2 separate regions of the Mus musculus genome follow, and region 2 is linked to region 1. Evidence: chromatin contacts called from public Hi-C data. All regions are on one chromosome and are shown on one strand. Each heading gives the region's core, a stretch centred on a gene start, on an enhancer-like site or on the middle of the called end of the contact. The rest is flanking DNA. Distances are from core to core; before and after follow the strand shown. Region 1 has its middle 14 kb from the start of Gm33581. Region 2 holds the start of Kcna6 (potassium voltage-gated channel, shaker-related, subfamily, member 6).

Region 1 (3,111 bases), core at 495-2,994:
AAGTCAGATCATTGAGAACTCCTGCCTGATAACTGGACCAGTCTTACAAGGGGTCTGAGAGAAAGGTCCCTCCAGGGCCAGTCTCTGAGTCATGGCCTCAGCTCCCCACTTTGTCAAGCAGGGATCTGCATCAGGTGTGCCCAGGTTCCATCTGATAATGGATGTGTGCTTGATCTCCCGAATCATAGCTCTCTGGTTGCCAGCCCCCTGCTTTCTGAAGTTTATAGAGGAGCACATTAAAAATGGCGGGTACAAAGGCATCTTCTCAAAACACCAACCTCTCATCCGCTGCCCTGTCTGGCTCCCTCTTCAGACATACTTACTCTTTGCAAGCTGGGGCCCCTTAATGAGCTTTGGGGTGGAGCCTGACATTCTAGGGCTCAGATCTTCACTCCTCTCAGATTCCAAGTGGTATGCTTCACAGGTACTCTCCAGTGGCCTCACCTCCATTCGAAGGTGTTTATAAATGATTGTTGTTTGGGTGTTTTTGAGACAAAGTCTCACTGTGCAGCACTGGCCGGCCTGAAACATGCTAGGTAGAGCAGGGTATCTGAAATTCACAGAGGTCTGCCTGTCTCTGCTTCCTGGGTGCTGAAATCAAAGGTGCGCATCATCACGGCCTCCCCTTGAAAAGTTTGAAACAGGGTCTAATGTATCCCATGTTAGCCTTAAACTCACGATGTCAAACAAGGATGGCCTTGATCTCCTCCTGATCTTTCTACCTCTGTCTTCTGAGTGCTGGGGTTGCATGCATGCACTACCATGCCCAGTTTATGCAGTGCTGGGGTTTTGTGCAGGCAGGCCTGGCAGCCTACCACCTGAGCTACATCCCCAGTTTCCATGATGGGTTCTGAAGAGCTGGATATCAGTAGGAGGAGCAGGGTGGGGGTGGGGAGCCAGGAGAAAGGGGTCTTATTCAAATTGATGCATGGCTTGTAATGATTGACTGAGGTAAGTACCTCCCATTTGTTTTGGTCAGCTCTGTAGTACTCACACAAGGTTTCTGAAAATTAAATAGGAACAAAACCCACTGTGGGTCACAGTCATCTAGAGGAGGCATTAAAATGCAAATTCCTACCTGAGCATGGAGGTATGTGCCTGTAATCCCAGCACACAGGAGGCTGAGGCAGGAGAACCGTAAGTTAAAGGACCGTCTGGGCTACAAAGCCGGATGTTAAGACAGACACAGTAGATTCCTGGGAAGAGATTTTGTTTTGTTTTGTTTGTTTTGTTTTTGTTTATTTTGAATCCACTGGGGCTACAGACCCGCACCACTACTCCAGGTTTAGGTGGTACTTGGGATAGAATTCAGGGATTTGTGAATGCTAGGTAAGCACTCTATCAAGTAACCTCAGCTGGGTCCAAGAATGAGCATATCTTTCCCAGGAAAAGGTCATTCTTTAGGTCAGGAGACTGATAATCTGTGCTATGAAACTTGGAACACAATGACGACCATATGTCACGTACATGCGTTTCAGGGACTTCTAAAATCAAAACCTGTGTATGGGCTTTTAAGCTTGTAGGCACCAGTCAGCCCCACAGATGAGCGAGTAGTTAGTCTCCAAGGCAACGGAGCCTGAACCATTGGTTAATTACCAGGATTGAGAGAAGGCTCCCAGGTGAGCGCTTGCGAGTTTTGGCCACTAGAGGGAGACAAGGTTATTGTTTTCCCGGCCAGAGCTGCGGAGAAGAGGAAAAGTACTGCGGCCCGCTGAGCAAAGCCTTTGAGAACACCGGCAACAAGGCTCACTGTTCCAGGGCTGCAGCACAGCACTGCAATCTGGATGTGCACAGATGCCATCAGGAACCTCGGGCCTGGCGAGGAGGGGAGGGGCTGTTTATTTCCCAAGTCACTTGGTTTCCCTTTCCGTTCCTCAAAGTGCCTTACATCAATTCTGTTATGCAATAGGTGCTTGTCTGCTGTTATGAGAAGAATTAAAGATGCTGTGCTGTTTTTGGCGGGGTAGGGGGTGGGGGAGAAAGTGGTATATGGGTGTGTGTGTGTCGGGGTCGGGGGAGTGAAGCTTGTGAGAGATGTCAGCGGAGCTGGACTGGCTGGCTCAGGACATTTCCTGCCCAGGTGTGTGGGAACATAAATCTGCAGCAGGACGGGTTAATTTGAGGTCTGGGTACATGTCCTTATGATGAGAGGAACCAGGGATTCTGTAGTAAAAAAGACTAAGTCAGACCTCGAGTTAAGAAGACAAAATGATCCAGACAGTGGTTTGCCTGCCTTGAGTTTGCAAAAGCTCATGGTCCACATTGTGCGCCCCTGTCCACATTGCGTGCCCCTGAGCGCATCTCTTCAGAGGATGCCCACACCTTGCACAGCACCAGGGCCAAAGGGGCAGATCCAGATGGTGTGACCAGGAACTGACGTGTCTCAGCCCTGTCTTCTCCACATGAGGTGATGTCAGGTATTCAACTCTTTCCTCGCCACAGGAGCATCAGGTATGAAGCCCCTCCCCCCCACAAGCACAGCGTATCTATCTCTCTCTCTCTTCTCTAGTCCACGTTGAGTACGCAGCGTTCAGCCCTCAGTTCTCTACATGAGCATCGCGCACTCGGCTACCCCCTCGGAACATGAGCGTGAGCGTGAGCGGGCTCAGCCCTCTTCCTTCAGTGCCGACATCACTCGTTCGTTCAGCGCTTTCCGTCTGAGCATGTGTGAGCATTATAAAGAGCGTCATATCCCTCAGGGCATTTCAGAGCAGCTCGAGTGTAAGCCGCTGAGATGCCCCCTCTCCCAGCTCTTCCTCAGAAGGCCATCCTGTAACTTCAGAGGGGAGAGCAGAACGAGGCCAGGCAACACTGGGACACGCGAGAGGCCAATTTCCACCACGTACATCGGCTGCACCTGTGCACCTCTATGACAAGCTGTAGGAACGGGGATGGGTAGTAAGAATTTAGTTTGGGGACTTGGTGCACATTTCCCAGAATCTCCAGTGGTTTTTCTAACACAGCGCCCCTAGTACTGTTTAGTGAGCTTTTCAGCATGCTCATGCCCTGGTGACCAACATGTGCAAAGCATTCGATAAGAGTATCTGATAGCTCACCAGTGACCAGAGTCTTTCTACTGTGGTCTCAGTCAAGTGTTTCTCCAGACCACCA
Region 2 (3,484 bases), core at 962-3,461, 38 kb before region 1:
TGCAGAAGGAGGTGGGGCTTGTGCCTTTCCTCTTCAGGGAGCTGGCACTTCTGAAGGTGTGATTCTTTTAAAATCCATCCTTAATATATACTTAGGAGGAACTATCTAGGCACAGGGAATGAGTCTGTCTCACAAAAGAACTAAAAACAGAAGTCTGATTCATGAATTTGCTAATGGCTTCTACCTCCCAAGGGAACTTCCCAGCGTAAAATGAAACCTTTCTAGGGGCTCAGCCTTCCGTCTGACTTGAAGGTAACCACAAATCTGCCTGTGGAATGGCAGAGAGTGACAGCCAGTTTAACAGGAGTATTCAAATGGGTATCTGCAGTCATGCTAAAGCCCGGTCCATCTTCTAGAAGAATGCAATTTCTTCTCATATTTTGCTTCAATACGGACCTCATCAACATCCCATTTCTGGAAGAGGGGCTATGAAGACAACAGACATGCAAATGAATAAGTCACGATAAACCTCAAAAAACAAACCTCAAAGAATCAGGAGCAAGTCAATTTGCAACCCAGGAAATCCTCGTGGAGCACAGGACAGGGTGAGAGTGTGTCTTCTATACTGTGCTTGTTGTTGCTTTATTTTATTTTTTCCTTTGAGTGGAGTAACTTTTGTGTGATGTCTAAATTGCTTAATTACATAGCCTGCAAATGGGAAAACTATCGACTGGGTAAATGCAGCAGACTTGCTCTCTCACCCTTCACTGAACTGTGCATGCGAGGGGAAGGAATGGAAACCAAGTCAAACATAAGAGAGGCAGAGGTTGAGGCTAGGAGACCTGGGGAGGGACAGGCGGGAGCCCAAGCTTCCATGTGTGATGAAGTCAGCATCATCTCCACTCGATTTCCTCCCTACAGGTCCAAGAACTCTGGTTTCCTCCCCTGCCTCATCCCTCTGGGAGCACCTGCTGTGAAAACTGCTGTGGTTTAAAAACAGTCTGTCTAGATCGTATGGCTAAAAACCCATACATGCATCTCATGGCTTGAGAGAATCTTATGTGCCATTACTGTCCTTATCCTACGGACGCTCTTTCTTATGAAGAAACACTGGCCGTTGCCAGCCAATCAACTGTGGCCACGGCAAGTCAAGAGCAAGCTACCTGGTAGTCTGAAACCAGGTGCACCATCCAGCGACTTCATCCACGTGATCTAGGGAGGAAGCCTTTGGGAGAATGGATGGAAAATCTTTTTGGCATTCTAAGAGAGGCAGAGTAGTTTGTCCCATTCAAATCCTACCAAATGAGACTCTATGGCCTAGAAGGGGAGGCCATCTTTCTGGTAAAGCAACTAAAATGTGTTTATTAGATGCTCATCACACATAGCTACATTGTTTATTGACACTTTGACTACCTCCTTTTTGTTTTTCCTTTCCTCCCTTTTCTTGACACAGATAAGTATAAATTGCAGAATCTTTTTATTTACTTTTTTCTTTTCTTCTTTTTTTCTCCAAAGGAGGCGTGAAGCAAAGATTCTTGGCTGCTATTCCTTGTATATAGTGTTTCTTCAATATCATAGTCTTCTGGTGCTTTTTCATGGAGATGATGGTGGACGTCTTCAGGACTCCATGAGAGCACTGGGCACGGGCAGGCTTTTCCTCCCCTCTTACTATCACTGCGCCTTGAAAGAGAGCTGCAGCCTTGCCTTTCCAGGTTGCAAAAGTGAGAGTCTGATGGGGAATTAACATTGGGACACAGCCTAAATGGAAAGCTCTCAAGACATTTAAAAATACTTCATCTTCCCCCCCCCCCCAGGAGAGGTTGAAAATGGCAAACATGTCTTCATGGATATAAAAAACATGGATTTTTCCCTCTCCTGTCCCCCCCCGACCCCCCCAAGTAAATAGCTGTGGAGGGGTCAGGTGCTGTGTATAGCTTATTGGGCAGGGGTGTGTTGTGGGCCAGCGTATGTGATTTCTTTTTGCTGAAATACACTGAGCAGGTCAGCTCGGTGAACAGAAACGAGAAGAGATGACTATGGAGAGATGGAGTGGGTGTGTTATTAGGATACTGCGGCTTGGTTGGGGTGGGGGTGGGGGCGTGCGTGTGAATGTGAGAAAGCAAGAGGCATGCCAGGAGAGCGCGGGAAAGATTACTGGGGAGGCAAGTATACACATCTCTCCCCAGCATCCAGGCTTGCTGCAGCCCCTGACTGGGTAAGGGGTGTGATGTGAGAGTGGGGTGGGCAGCAGGCGGGGCCTGCCACGTCACTTGGAGAGTGTGTTAAGGAGGAAGGGCAGAGCTGAGAGCTGAGCCTGCTGCTGCTGTTGCTGCTGCTGCTGCTGCTGCTGCTGCTGTTGCTGCTGCTGGGGCTGCTGCGGGTGCAGGCAAGGCTTGAAGCGGTGGGGAGGTGGGTCTCCGCGCTTCGGCGCCCGGGAAGGCCCAGGGCGATTCCGAGGCCTCTAGAACAGCTAGCTCCTGGGGAAGAAGGTGGCGGCTGCAATCGCGACCTTGGCCAGACCTAGTTCGGTGGTGGACGTAGGGCGGAGGCGGAGGCCGAGCCCGGGCAGGAGTCTTTGGTGAGCCAGAGGGAGGCGCATCTGGCGCTTAGGTACCAGCGGCAACCCAGAGTCGTGTGCAGCTGGAGAAGCGCAGTAGGACCTGGTGAGAGCCAGCAGGTCTGGAGGGCGGACCTGTGGGTCCTGAGCCCAGTTTTAGGCACCATCGAGAGCTAAGCCACGCGTCTTTTCGGGCAGCCAGTTTCACGCGCGCGACAGTTTGCGGGTTCCAGGCATCTCAGAAATCCTGAGCACGGAGGCGCGGCTATTGAGAGCCAGAGCCACTTCCCAGACCTAGCCTGGCAGAGGGACCAGCTGCAGGGCTCACCGACCTAACCGCCAGGTCAGAGCACGGGCCCCACCCTAAAGGAGGGCACAGCCGAAGCTGTGAAGCGGGTGCCGCTCTCTGGAGCTCGTGTCGTGGGCGCCGTCCTAGTGGCGGGGAGCGCACCGCCGAGGTGACATGAGATCGGAGAAATCCCTGACGCTGGCGGCGCCGGGGGAGGTCCGTGGGCCGGAGGGGGAGCAACAGGATGCGGGTGAGTTCCAGGAGGCCGAGGGCGGCGGCGGCTGCTGTAGTAGTGAGAGGTTGGTGATCAACATCTCCGGGCTGCGCTTCGAGACGCAGCTGCGCACCCTGTCGCTGTTCCCTGACACGCTGCTAGGAGACCCTGGCCGCAGAGTCCGTTTCTTTGACCCCTTGAGGAACGAGTACTTCTTTGACCGCAACCGACCCAGCTTCGACGCTATCCTTTATTACTATCAATCTGGAGGTCGCCTGCGCAGGCCTGTTAATGTGCCCCTGGACATTTTTATGGAAGAGATCCGCTTCTATCAGTTGGGAGAGGAAGCCCTGGCGGCCTTCCGGGAGGATGAGGGTTGCCTGCCCGAAGGTGGCGAGGATGAGAAACCACTCCCCTCCCAGCCTTTCCAGCGACAGGTCTGGCTTCTCTTTGAGTACCCGGAGAGTTCCGGGCCCGCCCGAGG

What was found. Hi-C and Micro-C count contacts between places; a contact is called where the count stands out from the background.
Region 2: a Hi-C map of cerebral cortex shows a contact between it and region 1, with 1.9 times the contacts expected there. The contact joins the promoter of Kcna6 here to the enhancer-like site in region 1. A contact is called at or near these places in 2 of 39 promoter capture datasets (embryonic stem cells and macrophages), 4 of 484 Hi-C or Micro-C datasets (Sertoli cells, cerebral cortex, cortical neurons and 1 more), 1 of 115 datasets of contacts at active chromatin or transcription factors (embryonic stem cells) and 3 of 9 other capture datasets (adipose tissue, liver and pancreatic islet).

The regions. Positions count from the first base shown.
Region 1 is chr6:126,700,919-126,704,029 of GRCm38.p6, reverse strand. No RefSeq gene overlaps it. Among named protein-coding and RNA genes, the nearest start is that of Gm33581, 14 kb to the left of the region's middle. Within about 2 kb of position 1,744, at least 46 of the 459 cell types and tissues checked have an H3K27ac peak or open chromatin away from gene starts, as enhancers often do. A contact at or near this core is called in cerebral cortex and cortical neurons, where this site is marked.
Region 2 is chr6:126,739,401-126,742,884 of GRCm38.p6, reverse strand. It overlaps Kcna6 (potassium voltage-gated channel, shaker-related, subfamily, member 6), which reads left to right and starts at 2,211. Exons shown (of 2, transcript NM_013568.6): 1 at 2,211-3,484. The coding sequence starts at 2,961. All of the region lies in intron 2 of Gm33581 (a long non-coding RNA gene), which reads right to left.